4 separate regions of the Mus musculus genome follow, and regions 2, 3 and 4 are each linked to region 1. Evidence: chromatin contacts called from public ChIA-PET and HiChIP or PLAC-seq data. All regions are on one chromosome and are shown on one strand. Each heading gives the region's core, a stretch centred on a gene start, on an enhancer-like site or on the middle of the called end of the contact. The rest is flanking DNA. Distances are from core to core; before and after follow the strand shown.

What was found. ChIA-PET counts read pairs in DNA pulled down with a chosen protein or histone mark. HiChIP or PLAC-seq counts read pairs in DNA pulled down with a chosen protein or histone mark.
Region 2: an H3K4me3 HiChIP or PLAC-seq map of embryonic forebrain shows a contact between it and region 1, with 4 times the contacts expected there. The contact joins the enhancer-like site here to the promoter of 1700063D05Rik in region 1. A contact is called at or near these places in 4 of 39 promoter capture datasets (cranial neural crest, frontonasal cranial neural crest, maxillary cranial neural crest and 1 more), 3 of 484 Hi-C or Micro-C datasets (embryonic fibroblasts, embryonic stem cells and uterus) and 9 of 115 datasets of contacts at active chromatin or transcription factors (cardiomyocytes, craniofacial prominence, embryonic basal ganglia and 6 more).
Region 3: a contact with region 1 is called in an H3K4me3 HiChIP or PLAC-seq map of stem cell-derived neural progenitor cells, with 28 read pairs. The contact joins the promoter of Bsx here to the promoter of 1700063D05Rik in region 1. A contact is called at or near these places in 3 of 39 promoter capture datasets (the C10 cell line, hippocampal neurons and liver), 3 of 484 Hi-C or Micro-C datasets (bone marrow-derived macrophages and embryonic stem cells), 9 of 115 datasets of contacts at active chromatin or transcription factors (DN3 thymocytes, bone marrow-derived macrophages, embryonic stem cells and 4 more) and 2 of 9 other capture datasets (embryonic stem cells and macrophages).
Region 4: an RNA polymerase II ChIA-PET map of memory CD8 T cells shows a contact between it and region 1, with 26 read pairs. The contact joins the enhancer-like site here to the promoter of 1700063D05Rik in region 1. A contact is called at or near these places in 6 of 484 Hi-C or Micro-C datasets (B cells, CD8 T cells, cerebellum and 3 more) and 2 of 115 datasets of contacts at active chromatin or transcription factors (memory CD8 T cells and trophoblast stem cells).

What each region holds. Positions count from the first base shown.
Region 1 is chr9:41,201,245-41,209,141 of GRCm38.p6, reverse strand. 1700063D05Rik (RIKEN cDNA 1700063D05 gene) reads right to left here and starts at 2,987. Exons shown (of 5, transcript NR_040392.1): 1 at 2,813-2,987.
Region 2 is chr9:41,584,749-41,591,864 of GRCm38.p6, reverse strand. Mir100hg (Mir100 Mirlet7a-2 Mir125b-1 cluster host gene) reads right to left here. Exons shown (of 5, transcript NR_131928.1): 5 at 1,846-1,891. Among named protein-coding and RNA genes, the nearest start is that of Mir125b-1, 6.4 kb to the right of the region's middle. Within about 2 kb of position 5,399, at least 67 of the 459 cell types and tissues checked have an H3K27ac peak or open chromatin away from gene starts, as enhancers often do. A contact at or near this core is called in embryonic fibroblasts, embryonic forebrain, forebrain and 1 more, where this site is marked.
Region 3 is chr9:40,868,103-40,875,463 of GRCm38.p6, reverse strand. Bsx (brain specific homeobox) reads right to left here and starts at 1,337. Exons shown (of 3, transcript NM_178245.3): 1 at 1,025-1,337. The coding sequence starts at 1,286.
Region 4 is chr9:40,738,204-40,745,274 of GRCm38.p6, reverse strand. The region is part of intron 1 of Clmp (CXADR-like membrane protein); the gene reads right to left. Among named protein-coding and RNA genes, the nearest start is that of Clmp, 56 kb to the right of the region's middle. Within about 2 kb of position 1,409, at least 115 of the 459 cell types and tissues checked have an H3K27ac peak or open chromatin away from gene starts, as enhancers often do. A contact at or near this core is called in B cells, CD8 T cells, memory CD8 T cells and 1 more, where this site is marked.

The DNA.
Region 1 (7,897 bases), core at 1,738-4,237:
AACTAGGAACTCACAGAGACTATATGACAGCACGCACAGGGCTTAAACAGGTTCAAGGCAGATGGGGTTCCAGCACTAAGACATGGACACAGGCCCCCATCCCTAGCCAAAAACTATCTCCAGTTGATATTTGCTTGCAAAGGAAAAATTAGTTTTCTCTAGAGTCTTACTGGATATATTAACCACATTTAAGAATAAGCGCCTGCCCAGCTGTAAATGGCCAAGATGATGAAAAGTTAATGCTATTTTTCTAGACATTTTTCTCATAGTGTGTTGTTTGGGCATTTTGTTGTTGTTGTTGTTGTTTTTCAGCCTTTTGCTTGTATGGTATGTGTCTTAGTCAGGGTTTCTATTCCCGCACAAACAGCATGACCAAGAAGCAAGCTGGGGAGGAAAGGGTTTATTCAGCTTACACTTTCCACATTGCTGTTCATCACCAAAGGAAGTCAGGACTGGAAAGCGGGAGCTGATGCAGAGGCCATGGAGGGATGTTCCTTACTGGCTTGCCTCCCCTGCCTTGCTTAGCCTGCTCTCTTATAGAACCCAAGACTACCAGCCCCGAGATGGGCCCACCCACAAGGGGCCCTTCCCCTTTGATCACTAATTGAGAAAATGCCTTATAGCTGGATCTCATGGAGGCATTTCCTCAACTGAAGATCCTTTCTTTGTGATAACTCCAGCCTGTGTCAAGTTGACACAAAACTAGCCGGTACAATATGTTATCTGATTTTGTGTTCATATGTATTTTAGGGTGCGCTTGTGTGTGTGTGTGTGTGTGTGTGTGTGTGTGTGTGTGTGTGTATTTCTTGTAGTTTTCTCTTTTTTCTTCTTTTTTATTATTATGTTGTTGTCTTGCCTGTTGTTTTTTAGAGAGAGATTGAGAGACAGAGAGAGATCGTATGGGGTGGATGGGGATGTGTCAGAGGATCTGGGAGCAGTTGTGGAAGGAAAACCATGATCAAAATGTATAATATGAAATTTTTCAATGAAAATAAAATTAGCAATCATACATTGACTCTGTATTTGGGATTTTTGTGCAGTTTTCTTGTTTGCTTGCTTGCAATTCATGGTAACTTGGAAGCTCTGTTATAAACTGCAGGTAACACTTTGCCCACTAGATGGCAGCGCAGCGCTGTCGTTACTTCCTGACAGGCTACCTTTGCTGTCTACGCATTTGCCTTACATAAAACGCCCAGTAAATCTTTCAAAAAAAAAAAAAAGCCAGTCTTCTTTAAATCTCCCTAAGAATATTTCAACCCAAGATACTGTACACCTCTTCCTAGAAATGACTTTCTACTGTAGCTGTTTGGGTGACTTTTTATAATTATGCTATATATTAATAGCACGAAACCCTATAACCTAGCTATTCTGAGGGATGGTTAGACATTGTGAAGAAAGAAGACAAAGGAGTCCTAAAGGCTCATTTTTGCCGTTTCGAAGGTCGTCACCACCACCTGACCGAGACGTGGGCATGCGCAGTTTCGGTTCTGAGTGTGTCTTAAGCGGACGCACAGAGTGACGTAACTCCTTAAAGAGAAGCAACGACGAGCTCAGCGCTGCCACCCAGTGGCGCCAGCAGCTCTTCATTTCCAGGCTTGTATAAACCAGACTTAGTCCTGTGGAGCATCTGGTCCACAAATCCTCTCAAAGGATCAAATCCTCTCTTCACAGTCCGTGTGTCCTTTTGGCGACACGGTGAGAACTCCTCACCTCCGCCTCCCCAGGAGTTGTCTGTGTCTAACATCAAGGCCCTCTCTTTTTCCTGACAATGACGCGTTCCGGAAGGAATCCTGGGCAGCCTTGGGTTTTCTCTCTAGAGCTCCCAGGCACTGGTCCTCCAGCTGGAAGCCTGGGGTTCAAGGGAAAGCTTTGAAGAAGGAAGCAGACATGTTCTCTCTAAGCAAGAGCAGCACAATTTTCTAGGGGAGGGCCCAGTCACAGTTGCACACAGACTGAATGCTTAGAATTGGGTTTATGTGACAGTAAAAGAATAAATTGTACCTAACGAATGAATCCCATCTGGCAAAACAACGGAGTTCTCTTCTCTTAGTTATTTACAAAATAAAACAACAACAACAAACGGGGGCTGGGGCGTATTTCCAGCACAGAAATATTCCCAGGACAGCCCTGCAATGCAGTCGCTATACAACATCAGCAAAATGTCCAGGAGTGCTGTGCCCTTTCTAATGCTCCGCTGTCTGCTAGGGCACCCCAGGACCTTCTGCTCAGAAGGGAGAGAATTCCCTTGAATCGCATCTCTGGAGTTCTCCTTTTCTCAGTTGCCCCTCCCACCCCCTACTGTACATCCCTAATACAGTCATTCTCTCCCTCTGCTCTCTCCAATGTCTACCTTGAGTAGCTCTCTCCCTCTTTGTCCTCGGCAATTAGACGCGGGGGCGGCAGTAATGACGTTCTACGATGCCTTATGACACGGGTCTTTCTCCCATTTCATTGACTCCCAAATTTGCTCATCTATTGAAATCACTGGGACGCCTGGTGTGGAGAAACTTAACTATAATCCCAGGACTTGGGATGCTGGGGCTGAAGGATCAAGTTTAAGGCCAGAGTGGACTAACATTGTGACACACAGTTTCATAAAGAGCAGAGCAGGGTTAAAAGGCTGAAAATAAAAAACAAACCAAGGATTAAGTCAACGCTGGGAAATCGCTCCTCTGCCCATGCTACCCAGCATTCATGCAAATCATCTTCCACCCATCTTCCACGCTTGGGACAGCCCCGCCTAAATAGACGGGCATCTCCATTTCTTCCTCCTGTACATAAAGTGAGTTATTAGCCTGTAACCTAAACTCACTTCAGCTCAAACACTGTCCAAACTCTTCAAACATTGACATCATATAGAAACACAGCTTCTCCTCTGAAAGCCCAGATCTCCTTACGGGAGGTCGAGTTGCTGGGTTTTATAATAACCTAGGGAGGAGCATCTTGTTTTAACTGCAGGGACCCAAGCAAGACAACAAACTACAACTAAGGACCTTCTTGATTGTGACCCAGTCTCACAGAATCTGGAATTTTCAGTGCAGCCTGATAGCTAAACTCCTCTATGATGCAGCCATTGAGGGAAACAGAATAAAAGCCGTTAGACTGGACTCCTAAGAGTCCTTGGGCCCTGGATTTCCTACAGCAGATGCTTAGCTCTTTAAGACTGTAAGGTTAGACTACATCCTGGCTCAGGCCAATTCAGGGACACTGGCAGGCACCCTGCTGGGACACTGTTTGTGAATTCTAAGCTAGCTGGGCTTTCCTTGAGGCACCTCACCTGGGAAGTAAGTTTATATCAAAAGTTGTGCCAATCCTTTTCACCATCTCTTTCCCAGGCTCCTACCTGGGTACCAAGCAGCCTGGCTGCAGGCTCTTGGTGTGAACTTTCCACATCCCCAAGAGCTGAAAGAAGTGGATTCTACCAAGTGGGCTCTGCTTCTCTTCAGAGACCCCACTATGCTGTTTATCCCTGATGCTGGGACATGAACTCTCTCAGAAGCCCCTGCCTTGCTGCCACCCTCTGTCTGTCCATGGTGCTAGTAACAATCATAGTAAATGTGTTAGCCCCTAATCTGCTTCAGTGTCCTGAGCCCACCCCCACCCCCGCATCCAGAGTCACAGCCTCCATCCCTGCCCCAGCTCTCCCTCAATAAAGCCTGTTCTCCACAAGGGGGCAGAGTTTGAACCCAAATCTTGGGTCTTGCCGGTGCCCACCTGCTTGGCTTCTCACATTCTTAGAGATTATTCCCTGGATCCCTTTGTGTCAGCTCACTAATGCTGTTATTCTTGGTCAAAGAGTCCTCTAAACCAACCCCGAGACCATGTATGGCTTACATGTTCCACTAGGCCTCAGACACAAGGAGCAACTAGTACAAGACTCCTTTCTCACAGATTGCAGAGCTTGCTGTAGACCTTTGCCAGACTTACCCTATATCAGCACCAGCTAACCCTGAAGTTACCCTGCAATATTACTGTGTAGTGACAACTGGAGTCCCAGTCAGTGTTCTGCGTAACGTTCTGTTGCTGTGATAGACACCAGGACCAAAAATGAGTTGGGGAGGAAAGGGTTTATTTTAACTTGTAGGTCACTGTCCATCATCAAAAGGACAGATGTTGCCGGTGGGACTGAAGCAGAAGCCGAGAAAGCAGTGCTCCACCATCTCAACCCCAGGCTCATCTTCAACTACATTTCCCATACAGCCAAGCTTCTTATCCTAGAATCACCCAGTTCTTTCTTTCTTTCTTTCTTTCTTTCTTTCTTTCTTTCTTTCTTTCTTTCTTTCTTTCTTTCTTTCTTTCTAAGATTTTATTATTATATCTAAGTACACTGTAGCTGTCTTCAGACACACCAGAAGAGGGCATCAGATCTCATTACGGGTGGTTGTGAGCCACCATGTGGTTGCTGGGATTTGAACTCAGGACCTTCGGAAGAGCAGTCAGTGCTCTTAACCACTGAGCCATCTCTCCAGCCCCCATCCAGTACTTCCACTGTTACGATGTTCAGGTTGGTCTGGTGCTGCTATGTATTCAGATGCTAAATACTGGCCCCCAAGACCTGGTTGCTCTCAATGAGCAGATCCTTATGTCCACCAAGTGATGCTCTGTAAACTCTGCTTATTTGCTTATATGTAAACTTTTGTTTTATTCTCTGACTAGTTAGAGAAATGGCTGAGGAGATTCTCTGGGGAGAATAGAGGTAGTCGGGGTTTTGATTACCAGGCAGAGAGTCGCAGGTTGGAACCACAAGGAGAGAGAAGAGGAGGAAGGAGGAGAAAGAGAAAGAAGATGGAGAGAACAGGAAGTGTCCATTAGTCAAAATGGACCAGGAGCACACGGCCAAGTGAAATGCCCACTGAGGACAATGATGGAGCAAAAGTGACACGGGAAAGACTCAAACTGCAATTATTTGGGGAGAACGGTTGGGAATTAACCAGTCTAGAATATAGAAAAATAAATTAGGGGTAATTCACCCAGTAATTGTGCTAAGGCTGATTAAATAAATCTACCATACTCAATCTCCATTATTGCGGGGAGGTCATATTGAGAACTACAGAGTTAATTGATAACTTTTAAAGCAATATTATGGCTTCTATAATCTTCCTGCTCCTGTTTCCATCCCCTACAGCTACCCCACCCCCATCAACCCCACCTGATCTCAAAGCACAATCGGCCTTGCAGAAGATGGCTGGCTCTGCTTGCTCTTGGCTCCTTGGACTGACAGCATCTACCCAGCCACTCTCTTCAAACAGACCCAATCCAAAATCTCCACCCATTCACACTCCCAGCAAAAGGAAACCTTGTCTTGGTAGATTTATCACTATTCTCATCACTCCTGACCAAACGTAACCCCGAATTTCTTATTCATATCTCCTTGGCATTTTAGTCACACCACTAACCACTGAGAAAAGTCGACTCCTGTGGGCACCCTTTCAGCATACAATTTCACCCTCCTGTTAGGAAACAAAGTGCTGGCTCAAAATCTCCCAATTACAAGACAACCTATGAGTCTCACTGGATGTGTTCTTGCCAATCTGACTAAAGTCTAAATAAAGAAAAAAAACAATTAATAAACCAGACTTTACCAGTCCTGACTTGTCTCATTGATGAGACTGTACTTCTTCTTTAAAACTCTTTCAAATCCCCTCTTCACAATGAGCAACAGCAGACTCTAATAACCACTAAATGCTCTACCTGAACTGGGAAAGTAAGTCCCTCTCCACCCCCTAAACCAAGTCCTTTGCCTTCAACCTTTCCTTTGAATGGTCTCAGCTTCTTTAAAATGACCAACTACCAGAGATGGAGAGATGGATCGGTGCTTAAGATCACTGGCTGCTTTTCCTGGATTCAATTCACATGGCAGCTCCCAACCATCTCTAACTCCCCAAGGCCCTCTTCTGCCCACTGCGGACAACAGCCGCCATGCATGTGATATTCGGGCAGAACACCATACACATACAATTTTAAAAATTAAATAATTATACTTTCTCTTCTATTTCGATATTACCACGTGCCTCAAGTCCTGGGGGATGTGGGGCCTTCCTTCTGTGTAGAACTAAAGGGTCTCAATGTCTTCCTGCAAATTGGACTGGCACCTTTACCATCACATCCATTCCAGCCCACATTCAACTTGCCCCTAACTAACTACATTCAGTAGCCCTTTCTGGGCTCATTCTACCTAAGAGCCTTTTGGCTGACAACCCTGCTAATATGACTAGAGATCACAGCAGGCATGGGTACAGGAATGAGCAGAATAAGATTGGCTCCCATGCTTCTAGCTTGTCAGCTCAACTAGCTATGAGACCAGATCACAGCTCAGTTGCCCTCAAGGTCCTTCTGAGACAGCTGCTTCTCACCATGCTTGGGACCAATCCCAAGGGTACCTGCCTGTCCCCGGAAGAATACCATATTGATACGAAGATACTGTGAGATACACCTAAAGGACTAAGAAAGTGGGACACGTGGTTAAGTAACTCGGAGGGATAACGCGTGGGGCTGGATTTCCTGGTTACTACTGCTCCGGAGTCCACTCACCTCGCTAGCATAACTCTCCTTCCTTTTAGCCCTCACTAAGCCTTCTGGCATAATGGGTATCTTCCAGATTGCAGACGGTTTAAACTCTGAGTGGTACTGTCTCAGGCCGTCCAACAAACGCCCATCAACGTCAGCACCAGCACCAAAGGCTGCTTGACCTCTGTGGTTGTTGGAATGAGAAATGTCTCCATAGGTTCATGTGTTTGAACACTTGGTCCCCAGTTGGTGCTGCTCTTTGGGAAGGTTATGGACACTTTAGGAGGCAGAGACTTGTTTGAGGGAATTGGTCACTGAGGGCAGGCTTTGAAGGTTCTCTCCCTCCCCCTCCCCCTCTCCCCTCCCCATCCCTGTGCCCCTGCCCCTCCCCCTCCATGTGTGTGTGTGTGTGTGTGTGTGTGTGTGTGTGTGTGTGTGTGTGTGTGTGTGTACTTCCAGTTGTTGTTGGTGGTGGTGGTGGTAGTGGTGTGTGTGTGTGTGTGTGTGTGTGTGTGTGTGTGTGTACTTCCAGTTCCTGGCAGGTTGGTCTCAAGCTCCTGTTGCCATGCTGTAAGGATGTAAGCCCTCTGGAACTGTAAGGTTCACAGGCTCTCTTGTAAGTGCTTTCTGTCACAGTGTTTCACTAGAGCATCAGAAAAGTAACCGATGCTATCTCCACCGATGTCACGGTCTGGACTTAACCCTGTCATAATAACTGCTCAGACCAGTGCTGTCCACGTTGCTTTCTGAGACAGGGTCACTCATCCACCTAGAACTCACCAATTAAGTTAGATGTGCTGCACAGTGAGTCTGAGGGATGCACTGTTTCCATCTCCTCAGCCCTGAGATTAAAGTCGTCGCCATGCCTGGCTTTTTGACTTGGGTTCTTAAAACTGAACTCAAGTCCTTCTGCTTGCAAGGCAAGCCCTTTACCCACTAAGCTACCTCCCCAGCCCCATAGCCTAAAGCCTAATAATTTACAGGCTCTATTCAAAATGGCCAGTCTTTAAAAATACCAATGGTACTACAAAATTGCTATTTAACAAGATAGAGAGCTGCCCACCTATCTAAATGTGGACCACACATAAATAGCTCATGGGATAAGATCAAGAAACTTCTTTGGACAGTTATAAAGGAGTCCTCTAAGAATTTACCTACCTCATCTCTGTCTGAAATGCACTTTCTTTAGTAAAACTTTTTTATACTGTTCTGATCTGCTAAATGCTTCATATGCATATAAGTGTGCATGCGTGTGTGCGAGAACACACACACACACACACACACACACACCTTAAGCTTGTCAAGTCATTCCTGGCAGGGAACTAACATTATTATTTCTATTACATTAATACTAATTATTGCCAATAGTACTTGAAACAGTGATTTATGT
Region 2 (7,116 bases), core at 4,150-6,649, 380 kb before region 1:
TGAGTTTTTGTGGGGAGGGGTGTCTTTTTGTTGTTTGTTTGTAAAGTCACTCTGATTACAGGTTGTAGATTTACATCTTCTGTCACAAAGTACTATAACAGGTAACTTAAGGCCCTTCCCTTACTGCTCTTAAAACTTTGAGATTTCATGCAGAACTAAATCAAAAGTCTCAGACCAAAATGAAGAAGAAACATACAAACTGCTGGCAAGCAGTGTATTTCACTAAATTCTCAATTTTCTTCCATGAAAATACGTTTTATCATTCTGGTATAATTCAGCATGGAAGTAGGAAATACTGTGGCTGTAAGTCAGCAGAAAAGCCATGTCTTTCTGTAGACAGGCATTAAGGGCTATGGTAAAGGTGACAACTGTGTTGGGACTCATCACAAAAGTCAGACTAGGGACTGAGTTTCATGACCACAACCTTGAATGTGCATAGCTGCACGTAGCACCTTGGCCAGGCGCTCAACCTCACCAAAATCAGTTCCTTCACCTGTGAAAGGTGGATAATGTGTCGTTTTCATAGCAACCATGAGATTTAATATGCAAAACATTTTCTGTATGGAATAAACTTGGTAACAAGCAATCACGAACAGAAGAATCATGACTTCTATTCAGGAATCACCAACCAATCTTTGTAGTGACACAGAACTGGAACTTTAGTTCTAGTTTGGTTTAGGTGACATTCGGGGTGGGGGAGGGGAGATACCTGTGTGCAGCATCTCTACTAGACACACAGACAGCGGTTCCAAGTGTCAGGCAAAATCAAGACGAGATATGTGTAGTCTCCAAGACTCACCATGTGGATCTCCTCTGCCCGTCTGCTGCTTACCCTTATGCTTGCATTAAGGACTCTATTTTCTCCTATCTTCCCATTTATCTAGTTTTGTTTTTACATCCTTTAAAGGTTGATTTCCCATTCTCTCTTTAAGGGAGCATCCTTCCTTAAGCAAACCCACTTGGCTCCCTCCAAGGACGTTGTCTTTTGTGTCGTTGCTGTTCTTATTGTCTCCTGACTCAGTTTATCACTACACTTCAGGAAGCTTCTGCACCTTTGTCTGGCTTGACGTTGACCCCTGGCAGCAGCCATAGTATGTCACAGAGTCAAGCTCCCTGCTCAGAGTCTGGGAGCATGGTGTGGTGTTTCTGTGTGGTGGTGTGAGCATCTCTGTGGATCGCCTGTGACTGCTTTGCTGTCTTTTCCAACTGCTTTTTATTTTCTAGATCACTCTCAAGAACGAACACTGTGTTTTGATAAAAATAACTCTCTCCCCCCCCCAAAAAAAATCCAGTCTCTTCATACATTAACACATTTGGGCAAAGCTTTTTACACTCGTACAGTAACAAGCATATTCATACCAGGATCCAAATGGAAGGAGCATCAATCTGAACGAGACAGGGATACACACAAGGAAGGGCATGGTTTTGACTCATGAGTGTTCTGGGCTTCTCTGCTTCTTGCAAAGATTACTACTGGCTGCAACTGCACCATGTGGGTGGCTGCTGGGCAGGAGGGGCCTCTTCAGCTGGTCACTGGCTTTGTTTCAACTTCACAGTTGGCATGAGCGTCCGTCAGTCTGAAGCCTCTGCAGTCTTTTTCCTTTCACTGGGGAGACATTACTGAGAAAGGGGGCTATAGGACCAGCTGAAAGGAACATCAGAACAACTAGAAAGATAATAGAACATGTCACAGACAGTTATCACATTGACTGTTTAATGGAAGTGATTTGGGACACTGGAGAGACAATGCTCTTTCTAACTACAGCAGAAATGCTACCTCACTTTAACAACAAAAAGTGGCTTTCTTCCATTGTTCGCCTTGCTCAAGAATCAATGCAGCAGCAGTCTTGTGTCAGTGTGTACAAAGAAGAAAGCTTCAGGTCTACCCTCCCTGAAACAGAACACACAGGCACAGAGCAAAAGATCACAGGACACAGAGCACAGTCAAATGAGTCCTAGGAATGAAGGCAAACTAAGTTGGTTGTAGGTGCCTAACTGCTGCAATACAGGAGTGAATGGAGGCACTGGAATTAGTGGGTGTTCATTGCTTAGCCCCTTGAATATGTCTTGGTATTTTCAGTGCCGGCCATAGAGCTTGGCACATGGTACTGAAATAGAAAGTGTGAGGGAGAAAGGGAAGGAGGGAGAGAGAAAGGGAAGGGAGGGAGTAGTGATAAAGAGAAAGGAAAAAGAAAAGGGAAAGAAGGAGAGGGTATGAGGGAAAAGAAGGAGAGTGTAGGAGAAAGGGGAAAAGGGAGACAGTAATGAAGGAAGGCAGGAGTTACTGGAATATTGGGGCACCCAGGAAGGAAATTAGTCAGCTGTAAACATGTCAAAGATTTGGAGACTGGGGAATCCAGTTTGGCTTAATAAAAGAAGGGGTTTTACATTCTGAGTGGTTTGAGAAAAGGAGATGGGGTCATTTCCAGATGGCCTTGAACATGTCAGTGTCTCGTTTGGGAAGTGCACTGTGGTCAAGTGACCATTGTAGGCTCCTGAAAAGAACATGACCACAATTCAAATAAACCAAGGGGAACAAGAAACACAGAACTTATAGGCAGCAATCCAATGGAGTAAATAAACCACACCACAAGAAATCACAGGATAGCAGAAGGGCTGGGGAGAGGGTGTGGTCTAAAACAGAAAGGCAGTGTCTGGATATCTTCCAAGTTAATGTTGAAGGATGTGGCTTTATAACTGGGATCAAGAATTCACTTCTCCCTTTGGGAAGCTTTAGTTTTCTTTTCTTTTGCCCCTAGGCTGCTTTTTTTTCTGTCACCATCCCTCCCTGAAAAATAAACTCCAATCTTAGGTGCTTTCTCAACAAGATAAAGCAGATTAGTAACAAATGACCCTGGAGGTGGAATCAGATGTAACTTTGAAGGGCAACTGATGGTACCAATGGACAAATAAGTTCACAGGTTTTGGCCTTGCTCCTATTGCCCCCTATACTATGACATAGCTTCAGTAATTCTGAGAGGGGGTAAGCACTGAGACCCTACCTAGCCTGACCCACTTACTCACTTCACAGATAAGGATATTTGAGAAGAGAGCTATTAACGCTTCTCTCTTACTCTGCAGAAGTAGTTATGAATGAGATGGATTTGCAAGTGGTTTTTTAGTTAACTAAAGCCTTTGACATCGACTTCTCCTTTATACTCACACAATGGAAACGCATCAATGAGCTAGGCACGCTGAACGGGATACACCACGGCACATACTGTATTAAATACTTGGAGTATTTGAGGATGCTGACTCTCTAGAGGAGACATCTAACTGGTAGAATGACTTAGGGTAAATGCTATGCCCAGGCAATGCATTTTGTAAACAGTGATATTGGGGATGTTAAGCTTTGGCATGCATGTACGACTCATTCGTGAATAAATTAGCATGGTATTGCATTAAGAAAAGACAGTGCCTATAATACTGCTATGATTCATAAAGGTAGTGACTAATGGAAAGCCCAAGAATATGTGAGAAGATTGAAAAAAAAAAAAAAAAAGAAACAAGCTATATATGGCTTTGATGTTTTATATAGCCAACCCATGCAAAACAGGCTTTTATATGCTATGTATATTATAAACACTATTAAAAGGAATTTTAAGGAATGAATATGAAGTGGACAGTAGGAGAAAGGTCAGATTCCACATGTTTGTCGAGAGTTAAAAATTTTACAGCTTTGTTCTTTGGGTTCTATACCTACCTAATTGCAAGAGCAGTGGAGTAGCATCATCTATTCAATGCAAAGTTCTCTTGAGATCCTTTTTGTAATTTGAATGAAGAAGCAAAAACTTAGGGCCTCACATAGTCTTACTCTGTAACAATTCTCTAAGCTTGTCTCGACAAGCTCACCACCTACTGCATACATGGCAAATGGCAAGTAGCAGGCTGACCAGCCAACTCACTGTGATCTGCCTGGGCTTTTTCTTAATAGGTAGATCTTGGGGGGGGGGGGCAGCTCGCTGGAGGGGGCTCCCCAGTGGAGCCATCAGTAGATCTCTGGAATCGTGTTGAGGCCCCAAAAGGGAACTGAAGTTAGTGGATAAGAGTCTCAGTTACTCATCTCGTGACATGCAAAATGGAGGGGAAAAACAGAAAATTGTTTATTATTGTTAATGGTTTGATTGCTTTTATTAGATTAAAAATCATCATCTCTGGCAAATGCCATGTCTCTGATTCCAACAAAGGAAATGGATTCCTTATGTGTAATATGTACTTTTCTGTTGTTCTCTGTGCTTCCGAGTTATCCACAGCCAGGATGAAGACCAAACTCACAAAGAACTGCAAATATTTTGCAAAGAATTCAAATTTTCTCCAGTGAGGAGCCTTTGAAAGATCAAGAGTTTGCAACATCTAGGTTTTCCACTTTCATTCTCATGGAAGCACACATGAAGCAAAGTCCTTTTATTCTTGTATTAATTAACAAGGAATTAAAAAAAAAACCCTAAGCTGACTTACAAAGCACTCTCCTCCCAAGCAATTCCAAGCATGAGACATGCCCGAGGATGGGGGGTGATGGGGACACACTCAAGTAGGCTACAGATAAAGCAAAGCACAGCTATATGCACATTAGTATAATTACAGATTGCAAATTATGCCGGATGTATCTAATATCTAATTTTTTGAAAGCTGACTCCACTTGAGACTTCAATAACAGCGTCAACATTTTGCAGGTGGCTTCTCTGTACAGTATCCAATGGGAATTATTCTTCCAATGCTTATAGCCCTCAAGTTAAACCTGGAGCTCCCCCTTAAAGGACCAATGGACACTGAAAACTGAGAATAGCACCTAGACAAAGGAAATGGAGTAGGGGGAGACCCTGGAAGACACTGAGTACAGTTGCTTATTTCTGTGACGATGATACTTACTTGGTTCAAGCAATAAGGAACTTGAACATCCGTCATTAGAAAATGTAGGAGAGGCTACATGCATGTTGAGGAAGCCAACTGAAAGGTTAAGGGTTGGGCATTTCTTAGATCTATGGATAAAAGGGGAAATGAGCATCAAGGTGGCACGCTCTACCTTTGACTCCAAACATTAAGCCTTATGTTAAATCCAACTCATCTAAGACATACAGTTTGTTCGTCTAAAAAAGATCCGCATTCGGCTTTGAGAAACTGGCTTTTGTCCTCGAGCCCTGCATGAATCAATCACCAACCAACTAAAATATATTTGAGATCTCAGAGAAGGAAGAGTACTCTCCAAGTTGATTGGATCCATCTTCTTGATTCCTCCTTAAAGATCTTTCTGCTAATGAGTCAGGGTTGCTGTGGCATTATTTAATTATCCGCACTTCTGTACGATGAAATATGTTGTCGTAGCGCACACTTCACAGTGCAGTGACTGCTCACATGTAATGCTGCCTCCACAGTTAGTACATTCCTTTGTTCTGCTCATAAGTGGTTTCAGAAAAAAGGGGTGGGCCCGGAAGGAGGAGCCTTTGGGGTTTGTAAAATAAAAATCATACATTCCTGGTGCATGTGCAGAATTCGATGCATTTACATGAATTCTGCTTTTGAAATTAAGTTGTGGCTCCACTTGGAATAAGCCAAGGCACATGTCGGGTGACTTCAAATGCAGCCATGAGGCTCTGAGTGGACCTTGAACATCTCTCTAGTGAATACTCACTGTAATGTAATGGGGGACAGAATGACTTGATTTTTTTTTTTAAAATCAGCAAGGAATGTCTTTAACAAGGAAGAAGTAAATTATGATAATTACTCTGAATGGTCGGATCCTTGAGCATTACTAATTAGCATTTATTGCCTGGATTATGGAACAATACAAGTGAAACCAAACTGCAGTTGCTCTTTTACCTTGAAGACTTGAAAAGGCAATGGAGAAAGATCTCTGCAGCCACCTCCGTGATGCAGACTGCAGGCAGTCTACCTCCCCACAGCCTGCAGACTCCCTCCTTATAGAAACACACCCATACGGGCCTCAGCATTTCCGGCCCATTCATCTTTGTGTGTGTGTGTGTGTGTTAGGTTCATATTTGCATGGGCTATCAGGTTCAGGAGACTAATATTCAGGCAAAATATTTTGGCCATAATACCATCTGAGGATGATGTTATCAGTCGGGAGAGCTTAGCAATAAAGAGCTGAAACTCCATGCTCCATGAAAATATGGAATTCTCCCAAAGAGATATTTGACTTAAAAACAGAACAAAGAACTCAGTTCTTGGTGATTGAAATTTTATATTTCCTCACTGACCCTTAGGACTGAAGCTTAAAAGAAAATAGCTAAGAAAAATAATGGGTTTTTGGTATAAGTACCTTTATTTGTTTATCTATCTATCTATTTATTTTCCATTAGAAATCTGTGATGATATAGGTTCTGAAATTAGAAAACAAAAATTAGATGTTCATGAACAGGTTGGCAGCACTAAATAAATGCCATTGTTAAAATTTAGCAACCAAATTTTTTAAATAAGCCACCAGGTATAATATAAGGAGAGAAAGGAGGAAGAAGAAAAAAAAAAAAGACTCCCTGAGCCGTTTATCACTCTGCAATCTCTGCCGTTCTCCACATCCCATTATAACGAATGAAGAGAAAAGACTATGGTCAGCCAGAAAATGGGCCCCAAATACAGTCACTGCTCTTCCAAATACCGTCCATGGTTTCCCCACCCTGGGCCCTTTTAGCCTGAAAGAATAAGTTTGCTTAAATCTGTGAGGAGATTAAATAGACTGGTGATAGAAATTAATTCTGCCGAATGAGCAAATGCATTCGAGTTGCCCAGATGCAAATAAGATAGATAATACTTTTCTTTGCCTTTGACATGCTAGGCGGATTAGTTTAGAATGTTAAATCTGATTTTATTAGAATATATTAGCAGTGTTTTAATTAATACCAATCAAACGTTTTTCTTTCCCTGGGGCTTGATATGTTCCTAACACTTTCTAAATCATCTGTTTTCCCCTCCAGAAAAAAAAAAAAAGAAAAAAAAAACAGAAAAACCCTACAAAATCACCAAATCACCCTTTGTTACAGTCGCTCAATTCTAATCTCACTGCGTTCTGTGGGAAGCCATAAACTTTTTGTATAAAGGTGTTTTTGCCCATAAATTTCATTCCAGGTGCCAGATTTTAAAATGAGTTACTGTTTCTCTAGC
Region 3 (7,361 bases), core at 88-2,587, 330 kb after region 1:
CTGGGAAAAGAGTATATTTTCAGGCAGGTGTCAAAGCCAGGGAGCAATGCTGATTTCTCCAGGAGCCTTAAGATCGCGCCTCGTTAACCTAGAGCTTTTGAGCGGGTTTTACTGTCCTAGACTTTCAGCACTTTTTTCCTGGATTTGAGTGCCTGTATTCCATACATCGTCTGCCCCCTTCCCTCAGCCCCCACTAGAACCAGCTTACTACTGTGCTCAGCAACTGAACTAGAAGATTTCTCTGTGTGGCTGGACTGGAAATGCTAGGGAAGAAAGTGTTCGTGCAGACTGAGAGAAACAAATAAAGGAACACAATGCAGACATCCCCCAGCATTTGCAGGCCCAGTCTTACTTTACCAATCCCCACTCATTGTCAAACAGTAAATCTGAAATATTTCAGCGACTCCAGCAACTGGGCCAGAGCAAGGAAGCCAAGCAGACTGCTTATGAGTTAAATGTTGAACACGGGAAGTGAAGGTCATTGGAGAACTGCAGCTCCCTTCTGCCCCGACCCCTTCCTGCCAGTGGCAGACTACCCCCGGCCCTCCCTCACTTCTATGTCTCCTGCAGAATCTGCAAATGTTCCTGACCCAACCTAGCAGAAGAGAGCGGGCCAGGTGAAGCCTTTTCATGCCCCCCACACACACACACACACTGGAAAGTTCAGTGCCATTTCCCTAGGTCAAGATGGTTGAGGAACCCTCCTGACGTGGAGGAAGTTTAGAAGTGGCATTGAGAGATGAGCCAAAGTTGCCTGGAAGAAACACTGCCCACCAGGAATATGATCACATCTATCTACTCCAGCTTCCTCTGGCCAGACACAATCCCTGTCTAGTTATACAAACTGTGAAGTGACCAGAAATTGCTCCCTTCCGTTGGCCTGCTTCAAGGGAGCTCTCAACCATGTCCCTAACCTTCCACTGCTACCGAAGGAGAAGACCACCGGGACTGATATAGTCTCTGCTCTGGGGGATGAAAAAAAAAAAAAGCCCACTCCCTACTCCTAGAGGCCTCTGTTACTTACCTGAGGTGGTCAGGAAATAAGGATGGTGGTGATCTCCCTTATGCAGAGGATGATGAGCGTGAGGGGTGAGGAGGGTGGGTGTGGGCATAAGGGGGTAGCCATAGTCTAGCAAAGGCACCCTAGAGGCCAGAGAGCTGGCAAAGTGGTCAGGGGCCACTTCCCTCAACGGCTTGGGCTTGTGTAGCAGAATGTCCTCGATGAAAAACGACGTGGGCCTCTGAGAAGATGCTGGATGAAGAGGGGAAGTGAAGTTGAGATTCATCTTGCAGAGCGCCTGTCACAGGGCGAGGGCCCGGACAAAGTGCAGGAAGCAAACAGCTTCCCGGCAGGCCTACTCAAGAGCCTGCAGCTGCTCCTGATCGCCCAGGCTCAGATCCCGGCAGCTATACGGACCTGGGCTATCCCCGGCGCTTGTCTTCTTGCCTCTCCAGCGCCGGGGTAGGTTGGTTCTGTGTGTTGGAGAATTGGCAGCTTGGAGAGGGGAGCCCGGCGAACCAATAGGGAGGCTGCAGAGGCAGAGGGGAGGGTGGGGTGGGCTCGGGGCGGGGCGGGGATCTGTCCGCGGTGCTGAATGCGTCTGGCCAAGCAGGGAGTGCTGAGCCCAATGGGTTCCTATACGGTTTCTAGACCCCAGTTTCTACCCCTCTCCTGCAAGCGCTGCCTCCTGTGTTCCGTCTTTTTAAAAGACGGAAAATGATTTTTTTTCACCGTTGTTTAACGACCTGCCTCTTAGAGAGAACACCAAGAGAGTCCCAATAGCCTAGGATTAAAGCACTTAACTCAAGCATTTGAGCCAGTTTGTTGTCTTTTAAAGAGTTTCAGTAATCGAAAGCAAAAGGAAAAGAGAAGTGAAGAAATGAAGATGCACTCTGTCCGCTACACCAAGTTGCTAGAGTTAGATTAAATTGACAACAGGGATGATTGAATTGTTGGGGGAAATAAAGATGACAGGTGGAAGATTCTTTATCGGGAATTTAAGGAGTGGACAGAGGGGGTCTATGTGCATCACAGACTTGGTCATTTTAAATCTGTCCGTAGTCACCTTTCCCTGCCGCCCTCCTGGCTGCTCTTCACTTCAGTCTTACAGTTCTTTGCTATTTCTGCCACATCACCAGTTCCAGCTACAGGGTCCCCATCACTGTGTTAGATTTTATTCCCTCTCTTTTTCCTCTGCCTCTTTCCTTACTCTTCTTTCCAATCTTTTCCTTTTTTTTTCTGTTTGTCTTTTTCTAATCTGTCACATTTATTTCCCTGGAGTCAATTTGCTAAAATTAAGGTGATCATCTACAGCACAGCAGGAGTAATTTGGGCTCGCATCTCTGAAAATTGCTCTAATTATTGATGTTAAATTCGGGGAAATTAAAAGAAGCCACTTCTCTTCCATCTCCTCATTTTTAAGCTCTAATTTGTTGATATCTAGTCGTCATCACAATTCCAATCACTACAGCTAATAGCAAAAGTGTTTTAACAGAGACTGAGTCCTCACAACCCATGCTATTAGATAATTAGCAGAGGTGCTGCGAAGTCAAGTGTTAATCCTCGGGCGCTGCAGTAGGATTTCCATCTGATCTAGCAGGTAGAACAAATTAATTACCAGAATCAATTAGGCCCCAAACTTCAGTGCTCCGGGAAGTGGGAGTGTCCTGTACCACCCGGACACACTGGTAAGCAGATAGGGGGAGGAAACAGAGGAAGGAAGCCTGGCAGCAGCCAGTGAAAGGAGAGCTTGGTAAGGGACCGAGACCACTTAAATGAAGTCAGAAGTGTTCCTCTTTGTCTGGAAGGGGACTTGTGTCTTAAAGTTTGTAATTGTAGGAAGTGAAGGCAGAGGGGAGATGACCTCCGAAAGGAAAGACAGTAGACTCTACAGAAGTTCCCTAACCAGCTTCCTGGTCAAGTCATCGATTTTGGGACTGAGGGAGATAGAAGAAAATGTTGAAGAGGAACTGGGGTGATGGTCCACACATAAAGGAAGTCCACCCACCTCCACTCGAAGCGTGAATGTAGCAAATGGATATCAATCATCCCTACGCAGCAAAAGAATATCAATCTACTCTCTATCTCCAAACACAGGCTGGCAAGCTATAGTGGGGCGGGCCTCTTACAGCGAGACTTTAGTGGGTGTCAGCTTCAGCCCATGTCTAGGTTCCCAGCCACTGTGTAGATCCTCACCCGGCCTCCGGGGGGCAGGCTTTCAGCTTCCTTGGGTCAGGGACTAACTTATACCTTAGAAACAGAAGAGACTGAATGTCACTTGGGCAACGGGGTTAGTAGAACAATGCCAGTGATTGTGCTGTGACACAGACAACTCTTTTACACACCTCAGATTGCTCGAGGAATCGCAAGGGGAAGAAGAGTGTCAGACTCCCTTCTTGGTCCTTCGGTCTCTGACAGTCTGTAGACCCGGAAATAGACGCCGAATTCTCCGCTCCGCCTATGGCTCTCCCCAGGACAGAAGCGGCGGAGGATCACGCCCAGGCTAACCTCGAGCAAAGCTGCCCAAGGACAGAAACTGGAAGGCGTTTTTCTCAGAAATCCGGCCATCCTGCATTTGCCTCTTTAGGTCGCTATAGGAACCTAAGAAGTAAAGAGACAAGGAAACCGGGTCTCCGGGAAAGGAGCAGGACGTGGGGCGCTGGCGTCTTTCCCTTGCCTATTAGCGCCGCCAGCGAGCAATGCTAAAAGGCTGGATGAATACCCCTGCCAGGTCCAAAGCAGACCCCTGGGGACTCTTAGGCATTCTCGGTGCCGCCGCCACCCTTACCCATAACAGAAGAGAGACCCTTTCTCCTCCAGTCCCAGACACATCCTAATAGGAGAACCTGTGGGGCCCTGAGCCCAATGCGCCAAAGAAGCCCGGATGCGAGCGGGCGGTGTGCATAAGGTTAGTTCTCAAAAGGTTTTTTAGCCCTGTTCTGGCCTCTGGTTCCAGGCCCTACTATGTCCCAGACCCCTGAGGAAATCCTGAGGCACAGGATGCTGGGAAAGTTTCCCCCACTGGCCGGGCTCTTGAGCGGAACCCTGGGAAAACGCTAGAGTGACCAAAACCAGCTCTGATGCAGTCCTACTGCGCTCTGGGGTGAATGCAAGGGTACAAGGTGTCCAGTCCCCTCGGGGTCATAGTCCTGGCTTGTTCTAAGGGAAGGAGGTGATAGGTATTGCAAAGTGGACAACTCGGTGACAGCCGTTTCGCCGTCTACCTTCCAACACTACCTCTCTCGGGTCCAAGACACTCTGGGTAACCACCTCTGCGATAGATTTTAGGTAGGAGGTAAAAATTATGACCCACAGGGAAACAATCTTAAAAAAAAAAAAGAAAACAAAAAGAGATATGTCGTTGTCTGGCTTAACCCCGAAGCCTAGAACTGTGCTGATCCGTAATAAAGCACGTGACCCATACTGATTATTTTAAATTGTACTCGTCAAATTTTAAAATAAGGCCTGGCCTGAAGGCACCTTCCTTTAAGAAAGCAAAGATATCAGTGAGTTTAAGACCAGTCTAGTCAACATAGTTGGTTTCAGGACAGCCTCAGATACATAAATAAATCCCATCTCAAATAAAATAAAATAAAATAAAATAAAATAAAATAAAATAAAATAAAATAAAATAAAATAAAATAAAATAGGAAAATATTTGCATATTGTATTTAATCTGAATAATATCCCAAATATTATTATTCAACGTGTGCTCAACATAAATATTATTTGCATCTTTTTGTTTGTTTTTTACACAAAGTCTCATGTAGTCTAGATTGGTCTTGAACTCAATCTGCCACCAAGAATAATCTTGGATTCTTGATCTTCCCAAACTCTGGGATTACAGGTCTGCACCATGCAAAGCCGCAGACTAGATCTTCAAAGAGAAATGTGTATTTGTCATTTGCTGCAACCTGAACTCACAGTCGCTATGTTTCAAGTGCCCTGTAGCCACACTACATTCAAGGCTACGGAACTGTACAGTGCCCGTGTAGTCCACCACCACCCTCTCTTTTCATTCTTTTAAATGTAGACAGACACACAGAAAAAAAAGAAAACGAAAACAGAAAGCAGGGATAGAGAGAGGTCCTGAGTTCAATTCCCAATAGACATATGTGGCTCACAGCCACCTGTAATGGGATCCGATGCCCTCTCTTGATGTGTCTGAAGAGAGCAATAGTGTACTCATATACATAAAATGAATAAACAAATCTTTAAAAAAGAAAAGAAAATGGAAAAACAGAAAGCGGTTGCTGGGACCAACCTAACATGTTCTCAAGGTTTGCCCTTCGTTCACCGCAATTTTTAATTATGGTGAGAATTCACTGAACATCTATTATACAAAGGCTGCTTTCTCCAAGCCTTAGGAAATTTTATAAATTCATCCATAGTACATTTCTATATTATTTTATTCTCACTCGCTTGGATAAAAAAGTCTGTTACCTAGGACCAGCAAGCTGTAGCTGTAAGGTTGACACATAAATCCAGATCCTGGATGCTGCCAAGAGAAAATAACAACAACAGCGGCAGCAATAATAATCAAGATCAAATGAGCTTCTCTCCCCATCTAGCATCCAGTGTCATTCTGCTTGGGTTTTAGCTGGAGAATCATTAATTTAAAGAGAGAAAAAAAATGTGCTTTTCAGGGAATGGATAATTAAACAGCCCCTCTCTCTTTCATGTCAGCCTCAGCTAAAACTGCCATCTGAGATGGGACTTAGTTTCCCAAAAAGATGGCCCTATTGATGATCAAAGGAAGAACTGGTTCCATTAGCCAAGTTGCCCGCAAAATAAAGGAGACACGTATTTGAGTAACACACTTTACTTGTAACAGTTTGTATTCTATTGCTTGTCTGTTTCAGCCTACCTTCTATCTGAGTACTTTAGTTTAAGCACTACAAAAGTGGATGACATGTCTGCAAAGAGAGCTGGAGTCGCTGGCTGCTTCTAGCAAGTGCATCTTCAAAACAAATGCTTTTGCACGGGAAGTGAGGATGTGAACCCTCATGAGACGCACATTCAAAGATGTGATATTGAAAACCCGGCATTTCTAACATGACAAAGACTAAATCCACCCAGTTCTTTCACTGGGGGCAAGTGTGTGTGTGTGTGTGTATGTGTGTGTGTGTGTGTGTGTGTGTGTGTGTGTGTGTGTGTGTGTGTGTGTGTGTGTGTAGACAGCCTGTCTTTGGCCATCTCAACTTAAAACATGCTTCATGATCTCTTAGAAAAAGGGGGCCTGGGAGGGAGAATTCAGTTTCAAATACAAGAGACCTGAGCTCAGGTCTTAACTCTCTAAAAAATACACCGTGAAATGAGAATGCTCTTTAGTCTGTCTCTTATTAGTATCTCTTCAATTCTCCATCAAATCCTGAAAAGAGTAACCAAATATACTACTGGGGTTCAGGCATTAATGAGAAGAAAAAAAAAAGGCAGGTGGTGGTGGTACATGCCTTTAAACCCAGCACTCGGGAGGCAGAGGCAAGCAGATCTCTATGAGTATGAGGCCAGCCTGGTCTACAGAGTGGATTCCAGGACAGCCATAACTACACAGAAAAAGCCTATCTTGAAAGGGGACAGGTGTTTTTATGTACACACTACTATATATACACCATTATAGGCATGATGGTGCATTTAGGACGTAATGACAGGAGTATGGGAACTTTTAAGATAGCCTCAGATAGCTAGTGAACTTCAGGCCAGCCTGGGTTTGATGAGCCTCTGTCTCAAAAAGCACAACTGAGTTCTGCAAACAGATTTCATAAGACAAAAGTATTGCTAAATTATATAGGTCTTGTTCTTAAATCTTTTAAAAAAAGATTTCATTATTTTTAATTATGCATATGTCAGTGTGTGGGTGTATCTAAGAGTACCAGTGTATGCCAGAGGCATCAGGTTCTCCTGGGCTAGACTTACAGGGGGCAGTTGTGAGCCATGCCATGTGGATGCTGGGATCAGAATTCTGGCCCTCTGCAAGAACAGCCTGTGTTCTTAACACTGAGTCATCTCTCTAACCCTAAGTTACACAAGTCTTTGAAAACAAATGGTAGGGCTGATGTTTCTTATTTCATTGGGCTTGTATGATATATATCTAGATATCTCCAGTATATTGTATATTTTATATTATATATATATAATATATATAATTCTATTATTAAGAATAGAAATGAGAGTCGTCATTCCTGGAGGTAGATATTTTTGAATGCTTAGTTAGTTGTTAAACACTACTCATAAAGCCAAGTTGATTTTTATTCCTTCAACTCTTATTGATGCTAGATGAAGAAAGGAAATACAAGTCTTGCCACTCTAAATGGATGATATTGAATTTGTTTTCCAATGACCACAATTATATATACTCCTA
Region 4 (7,071 bases), core at 160-2,659, 460 kb after region 1:
GCAGTAGGTGTGACCTTGTTGGAATAGGTGTGCCACTGTGGGTGTGGGCTTTAAGACTCTGCCTGGATGCTGCCATGTTCCTACCTTGATGATAATGGACTGAACTTCTGAACCTGTAAGCCAGTCCCAATTAAATGTTGTCCTTATAAGATTTGCCTTGGTCATGATGTCTTTTCACAGCAGTAAAACCCTAACTAAGACACTACCCCTCCCCTCCCCTTTTAGAAGCAAGGTCTCATGTGACCCAGGCTGGCTTTAGACTTCCGATCCTTCTATCATTATCTCCCAAACCCTGGGATTATGGACATGTAGTACCACACTCTGTGTACTATCCTTTAAAAGCAGGTCCCCTAGCCCCAGCTGTGAGCCCAGGCCTCAGCTCCACTGTCTGCTGTACTCAGGTAGACTCCTGTCCTTTGATGGACTGGCTTGCTCCCTGTAAGTCTTTATCCATGAGCTCACACATCAGTTGTCTCTCTCCTGCACGCTCTCATTGCTAACACTTGCTGACATTTCTCCTCTGCTTTTATTTCCTTCCCTATTCTCTTGTCCTTGGGGACTCTTGTCTACTCTGCTCTTTTGTTCTCACCTTAATGGGAGCTGGGAGAAGAAATAGGAAAGTACTTCTGTCCAATCCACTGCTACTTACAGGAAGTGATTTGGAAGGGAGGGCAGGTAGGCATCTCCTCTGTTTCAATTTTGAGAACATCTACGACTTGGCTCTGCCTGTGACTCTCTATCCTCCCACTTCCTGTATTGACAGTCATCTTTGCTGAGTTCAGTCCCTCCACTGCCAGGGTGCTTGCTGTCCTGATGCCCAGCTCTGCACCACAGGGGACAGTCCTTGGAGAAGAGGACAGCCGCTCCTTGTGCTCAGCAGCTTCCGTTGGATCCTGGTTGTTGACACTTTGTTGACAAAGGCTGGGAACCTTTGCTCTTGCAACATCCTCTGCTCAGCATGAGAGCAGAGTGAGCTCCCTTTCCCATTAGGCTCTGCTTCTCCACAGACTGTCAGTCAGTCAGTCAGTAGTCTGTTTTTCCAATATTGGGTCTTGCTATATAGCTCATGATGGCCTCAAACTGACCATCCTCCTGCCTCAGCCCCCAACATTTATTTAATTATAAGACAAGGTCTCACTATGACACCCAGCTACCCTTGAACTCCTGGATTCAAGTGGTCCTAAACAGCCAGAGCTAGCACTATTGAGCCTAGCGTTGCTATCTCCTGACCCCATGCCGGGGTCTGACTCCTGGCCTCACCAATGCACTATCGTTTTTTACCTAAGACACCACAAGAGAAAATCCCCCCTTTCTCTTTCTATTTGTCCCTCGGAGGCTCTCACTTCCTCTTCACTTCTTTCAGTTTAGCAGGTTCTCTGAGCTTAGGGTCTTTTTGGTTCTGACTGGGGAAAAGGAACGGAGGTTTTCAGAGGCTACGGAAGCACAGAAATCCCCCGGATCAGCCATCACCACAGTGTAAATGAAGCCCTGTTCTGCCCAGCACAGCGCTTTCTCGCTTTCTCAGCTCTCATTTCTTTTGCTGTGTCTGCAGTTTGAAAACCCTTCTAGAGACTGAGGTCTGCTTAGGAAAAATATTTGTTTAAGTCCTTCTTCTTCTTTTCTTTTTTTTCCTTTCTCTGTGGTCTTTAGAAACCACTATGGTTTTCAGTCTTGCAATCAGCTTTTCTGGGCATATCACATTTGTCTCCAGCTGTGACCTTTGTGAGGCCATGAACTCTGCAGAACTCTGGGAGGAATCTGATATTCCTGTGGGTGAGAAATTGGTGGTAAGGTCTGCCAGGGGATTCAGGCACACTCAGACAAATGTCACAGCCAGTGAATGAGCAACTGGACCATACAGTGTTTTCCAGGCTAAGACACGAGCAGGATTGACTCATGATCCCTTCTCCCTGTCCTCACGAAGCATCCAATAGAGTTGTAAAAGCTTGTTAGACTGATAAAAAGTGGCATCACTTTGAAGGCCATGGGAGCCTGCAGGAGATGGTAATGAATGAATGGTGAAGTCAGGGGAGGAAGCAAGACCGGCCTGCAAAGGACCATGGCATTTCAGAAGACGGGATGAAGGGCAACTGCAAAGTCACAGAGGCAGGATTGAGGTGGGGTCTTTGGTTGGAGTAAACTGATCAAGGTTGTATTACAAGGGAAAAAAGGAGCAAGGGGGAAAGAGTGAGCTATTCGAAGGGGACATAAGGGTAGAACAGCCAGAGTTTCTGCTCTCTCTCTCTCTCTCTCTCTCTCTCTCTGCTATTTTTGGTTTAACAGGAAGCATCTGTTTTTTTCCTACAATTTTCCAGCTGACTGGTGTACCATTCCTTGAGATTGTGGCAGACACAGGTAGACATCTATTTCTGCTCTCTTGGGCTGTAACCCTTCTTATCACTCCAGGTGGGATGTAGAGTCACAGGTGAGATCAAAGGAGACGGGAATGGATTTCACCCAGCAAATGGGCCTGTCTGCTGATCCTAGAGGGGCCAAATCTCTAAGCCCCTGAGTTGTGGCTCTGTAATAGGCCAACTAAGCCATGGTCCCTAATCCCTTGTTTTGTGTTCTCCCTCTCCCCACCCACCCCACCGTGTATGTGGTGTGGTGTGGTGTGTGTGTGTGTGTGTGTGGTGTGGTGTGGTGTGGTGTGGTGTGGTGTGGTGTGGTGTGGAGTGTGTATGTGTGTGTGTGTGTGTGTGTGTGTGTGTTGAGACAAGGACTAATCTACCCGAGGCTGGTCTTGAACTCCTAATCTTCCTGCTACTTAAACCCAAGTACTTAGAATGCCAGTATATATCACCACACCTATGTACTCTCAATCATTTCTTAGATATCTGGTCATGTCCTTCTATCTCCTATTCATTTGATAAGCATCTATTGGACAAATGCCAGGTGCCAGTAAACGTCTTAAAGGGAATACAAGTAGTCACAAGAAAACCAAAATGGATAATCTTCTCACGTGTCCTTCTCCAAAGGGACACTTAAAGCTGGCACTGGCACATGTGAAAAGATCCTGGGTCAGCCTGAGCTACATGGCGAGGCCCTGTCCCAAGAAACAACAAACAAAGAAAGGCAAAGTCATGAGGAGTCTGATAGGAATGCTTAGACTTACAGAATGGTTATATAATCTGTGTGTGGTGGTTGGAATGACAACGGCCTCCATAGCCTCATATTATGAATGCTTGACACACATCCCCCCACCCCAGTGTGGGTGTGGAGGCTTCAGAAGCCCCAGTCAGGCCCAGTATCTCTCCCTCTGCCTGGATGCAGCTCTTGGCTCCTGCTCTAGCACTGCCAGGACACTCTGTGATGACAGTGGACCAACCCTCTAAAACTGTAAGCAAACCCACAATTACATTCCTTCTTTTATTAGAGTTGCCTTGGTCATGGTGTCTCTTCATCATGACCAGTGATTAAGTGATTAAGTTAATAGTGTAATAAAGAGTCACCTGGAGTGTCATTTTCTGAATGTCAGTAAGTAAAACCAAGTTCTCCTTTCTTTTCCTTTTTCCCCTCCCTCCCTCCCTCCCTCCCTCCCTCCCTCCCTCCCTCCCTCCCTCCCTCCCTCCCTCCCTCCCTCCTCTCCTCCCCTCCCCTCTCTCTCTTTCCTAGTCAGAGTTTATCTATGGAGCCCTGGCTCTCCTATCCTGAGATTTTGCTCAGTAAACCAGGCTAACCTTGAACTCAAAAGATCTACCTGCCTCTGCCTCTGCTGGTATTAAAGGTGTGTGCCACCACAACCAGCTCAAATTTTATTTATTTATTTATTTATTTATTTATTTATTTATTTATTTATTTATTTTGGTTTTTCAAGACAGGGTTTCTCTGTGTAGCTTTGGCTGTCCTGGAACTCACTCTGTAGACCAGGTTGGCCTCAAACTCAGAAATCCGCCTGCCTCTGCCTCCCAAGTGCTGGGATTAAAGGTGTGCGCCACCACTCCCGGCTTCAATTTCTTGTATTTAAAAAATATAAAATGAGGGGCTGATGAGATGGCTCAGTGGGTAAAAGCACTGACTGCTCTTCTGAAGGTCCTGAGTTCAAATCCCAGCAACCACATGGTGGCTCACAACGATCCATAGTGAGATATGACGCACTCTTCTGGTGTGTCTAAAGACAATTACAGTGTACTTACATATGATAATAAATAAAATCTTAAAATATAAAATGGAGGGATGGGTAAGCAAATGGCTCAGTGGATAAAGGCATGTGCTGCCGAGCCTGAAGACCAAAGTTTAACCTACATGACTAGATAGAACCAACCCTGATTGCCACATGTGAACTTAGACATACATGTACATACGTACATATACATATATACACGCACATATATATAATTCATGTGTATTTTTTAAAGTAATGCATCCTTGGGGCTGGGGAAATGGCTCAGTGGTTAAGAGTGCTTAAGAGTATTTCTGCAGAGGGCCTAAGTTCAATTCTCAGCTTCCACAGCAGGTGGCTCATAACCTCTTGTAACTCTAGTTCCAGAAGGACTTGACACCTCTGGCCTCCAGTGGTACCTTTACATACATGCACATGCCCCCACATAGGCATACACACAAAACAATCAAGCACACAAAGAAAGAAGGAAAAGACTCATGCCTTTGCCATATTGTCCAGAACTATGTCCTGAATCCTGAAAGGAGAAGTGTACTCCTTTGCCTTAAAGAAACACTTGGAGTCAGGAGCAGTGATGGGTGCCTTTAAGCCCAGCATTTGGGAGTCAGAAGCAGGTGGGTCTCTGTGTGTTCCAGGCCACTAGATTGCATAGCAAAGTCCAGGCCAGCTAGAACTATACTGTAAAACCCTGCCTCCAAGTGGGAATGGGGGCTGGAGAGATGCTCAGTGATTAAGAGCACTGGCTGCTCTTCCAGAGGACCTGGGTTTGATTCCCAGCACCTATATGGTATTTCAGAACTGCCTGTAACTCCGATTTTAGGAGATCGGACTCTTGGCAGCACCAAGTACACAAATGATACACAGATAAAGATGCAGGTAGAATATCTATACACATATATAAAAAATAAAGTAAACACTTTGGTGGAGAAGCTGGCAAAGCAGTGTCCAACTTAACAACCTCTGGTGGCCACACAACTGTGTGCAGGGCCCAAGGGAGGCTCCTGAGACTTTGTTCTCAGCTACTTGGTCCTGGGCCAGGTTGGGCGTCACAAAGACATAGTTCTATCTACAGCCATGCTGCTGTTATACCCCATCACCACCACCTCTTCCTCCTCGTCTTCCTGTTCATCCTCCTCCTCATCTTCATTTCTTTCTCCTTTTTAAATTTTTTAAAAAGACAGGTTATCTCTACAGAGGCCTGGATAGAACTCACAGTAATCCACCTGCTTCTGTCTTCCAAGTACCAGGGTTAAATTTGTGTGCTACCAACCCTGGCTTTATCTCACCTTCCTGAGCTGGAAAGTCTCTTCTGATTAAGCCTTTTCCAGAAAAACCATGATTTCTTCTTCTCGCATTTCTCTATAATACTCTGTAGATACACTGCCCCTCCACTTTCCCCTTCTCTTCCCTTTTCTGTTGAGACAGGCTCAGGCTGGCTTTGAACTCCTGCTCCTCCTTTCTCCACCCTCCATCTTCTAAACCCATTTCCCATTTTCTTTCTCCAAGTCAGACAGTAAGCTCCCCAGGCAGGGGCGTTTCTCACGTGCACCCCACACAACATTTGCATCAACAGGCATCCCATGAATATAAGCTGACCTGATTAATTTTCAGAGGGACATGCGAATGGCTGGGAGAGTTCATTTAAATTTAAAAGCATTAGTTATTTTATTCACTTATCACTTCATGAATTAATTAAATATCAACTTTCTATTCTTGAGGTAGGTTATGAATAGCAAAGAAAACAGATCTAGTCTCTTCTCTTATAAAGCTTATAATTGAAGAAGACACCTAGGAATAAAAGAAAAAATACTTAATTACAAGTATTTAATTATACTCAATAGGATAGATTAAGTATAATCAAATACTAGCTATGAAAATGTGACAAATTTTCTATGGGAAAGATGTAGGAAGTTATGAATATATAATTCTATCTCTGAATACAGTGATTTTTTTTCCCATGCTGAGGATCAAAATCAGGGCTTGACACATGTTGGTTATACATGCTGGACAGACACACCCTTCTTGTATGAGATCTTTACACTGTCCCACTTTGAGAATAATCATTGCTTTTCCACCGTGATGAGTAAGCCTCACCACATAGGGGAGAGAGAAGTAATGGACAGGTGTTCTCTTCAACCTTTAGACATAGAGCTCAAATTGCCAGTAGCAGAGAAGCCAATTCTATTTTCTTTTAACTTATTTTTACTTTATTATTTTATGTGTGGGGCTATATTGCTTGTGTATGTGTGTGTATAGTGCATACAAGGCTTACTGAGGTCAGAAAAGGGTACTGGATCCCCTGGAACTGGAATTAGAGATGTTGCTAGCTGCCATGTGGGTGCGGGAAATCGAACCTGGATCCTCTGGAAGTGCAGCAAGTGCTTTTAACCAGTGAGCCAACCTCTCTAGCCCAAGAAACGCATTCTGTGGTCTTTAAGAAACTAGAAGACTGTGAGCCTTTCTCAACACATTTCAGTCACTGTCATTCTAAGCCTAAAGCCAAAGATACCAGACATAGGAAAAAGACCAATGTCCCTCAGGCACATAGGAACAAAGAAAAAACAATATGATCTGTTCATGCAACCAACACTGATGACGATGCTCGGGTCACGTGAGCTTCATAAACTTGCTGCATCCAATTCCCAAAAGAAAACAATAAAACCTGATCACTGTAATCCCCTACATTTGTAGACGAAAGAAGAAAAGCTACAACTCCCCAGAAACCAAGAAAGTGTTTAACAGCCAGGCGCGGTGGCACACATTTTTAATCTCAGCACTTGGGAAGTAGATGACTAATTTCAGTGAGTTTGAGACCAGCATGGGTTACATAGCGAGTTCCTGGCAGCCTTGTCTTATTTTTAATAAAAGAAAGAAAGAAAAAGCATCTAACAAATGCAACACATGTGCATCATGTTTACAAACTTTTAAGGGGTCCGAGTGAGGCTCAAAGG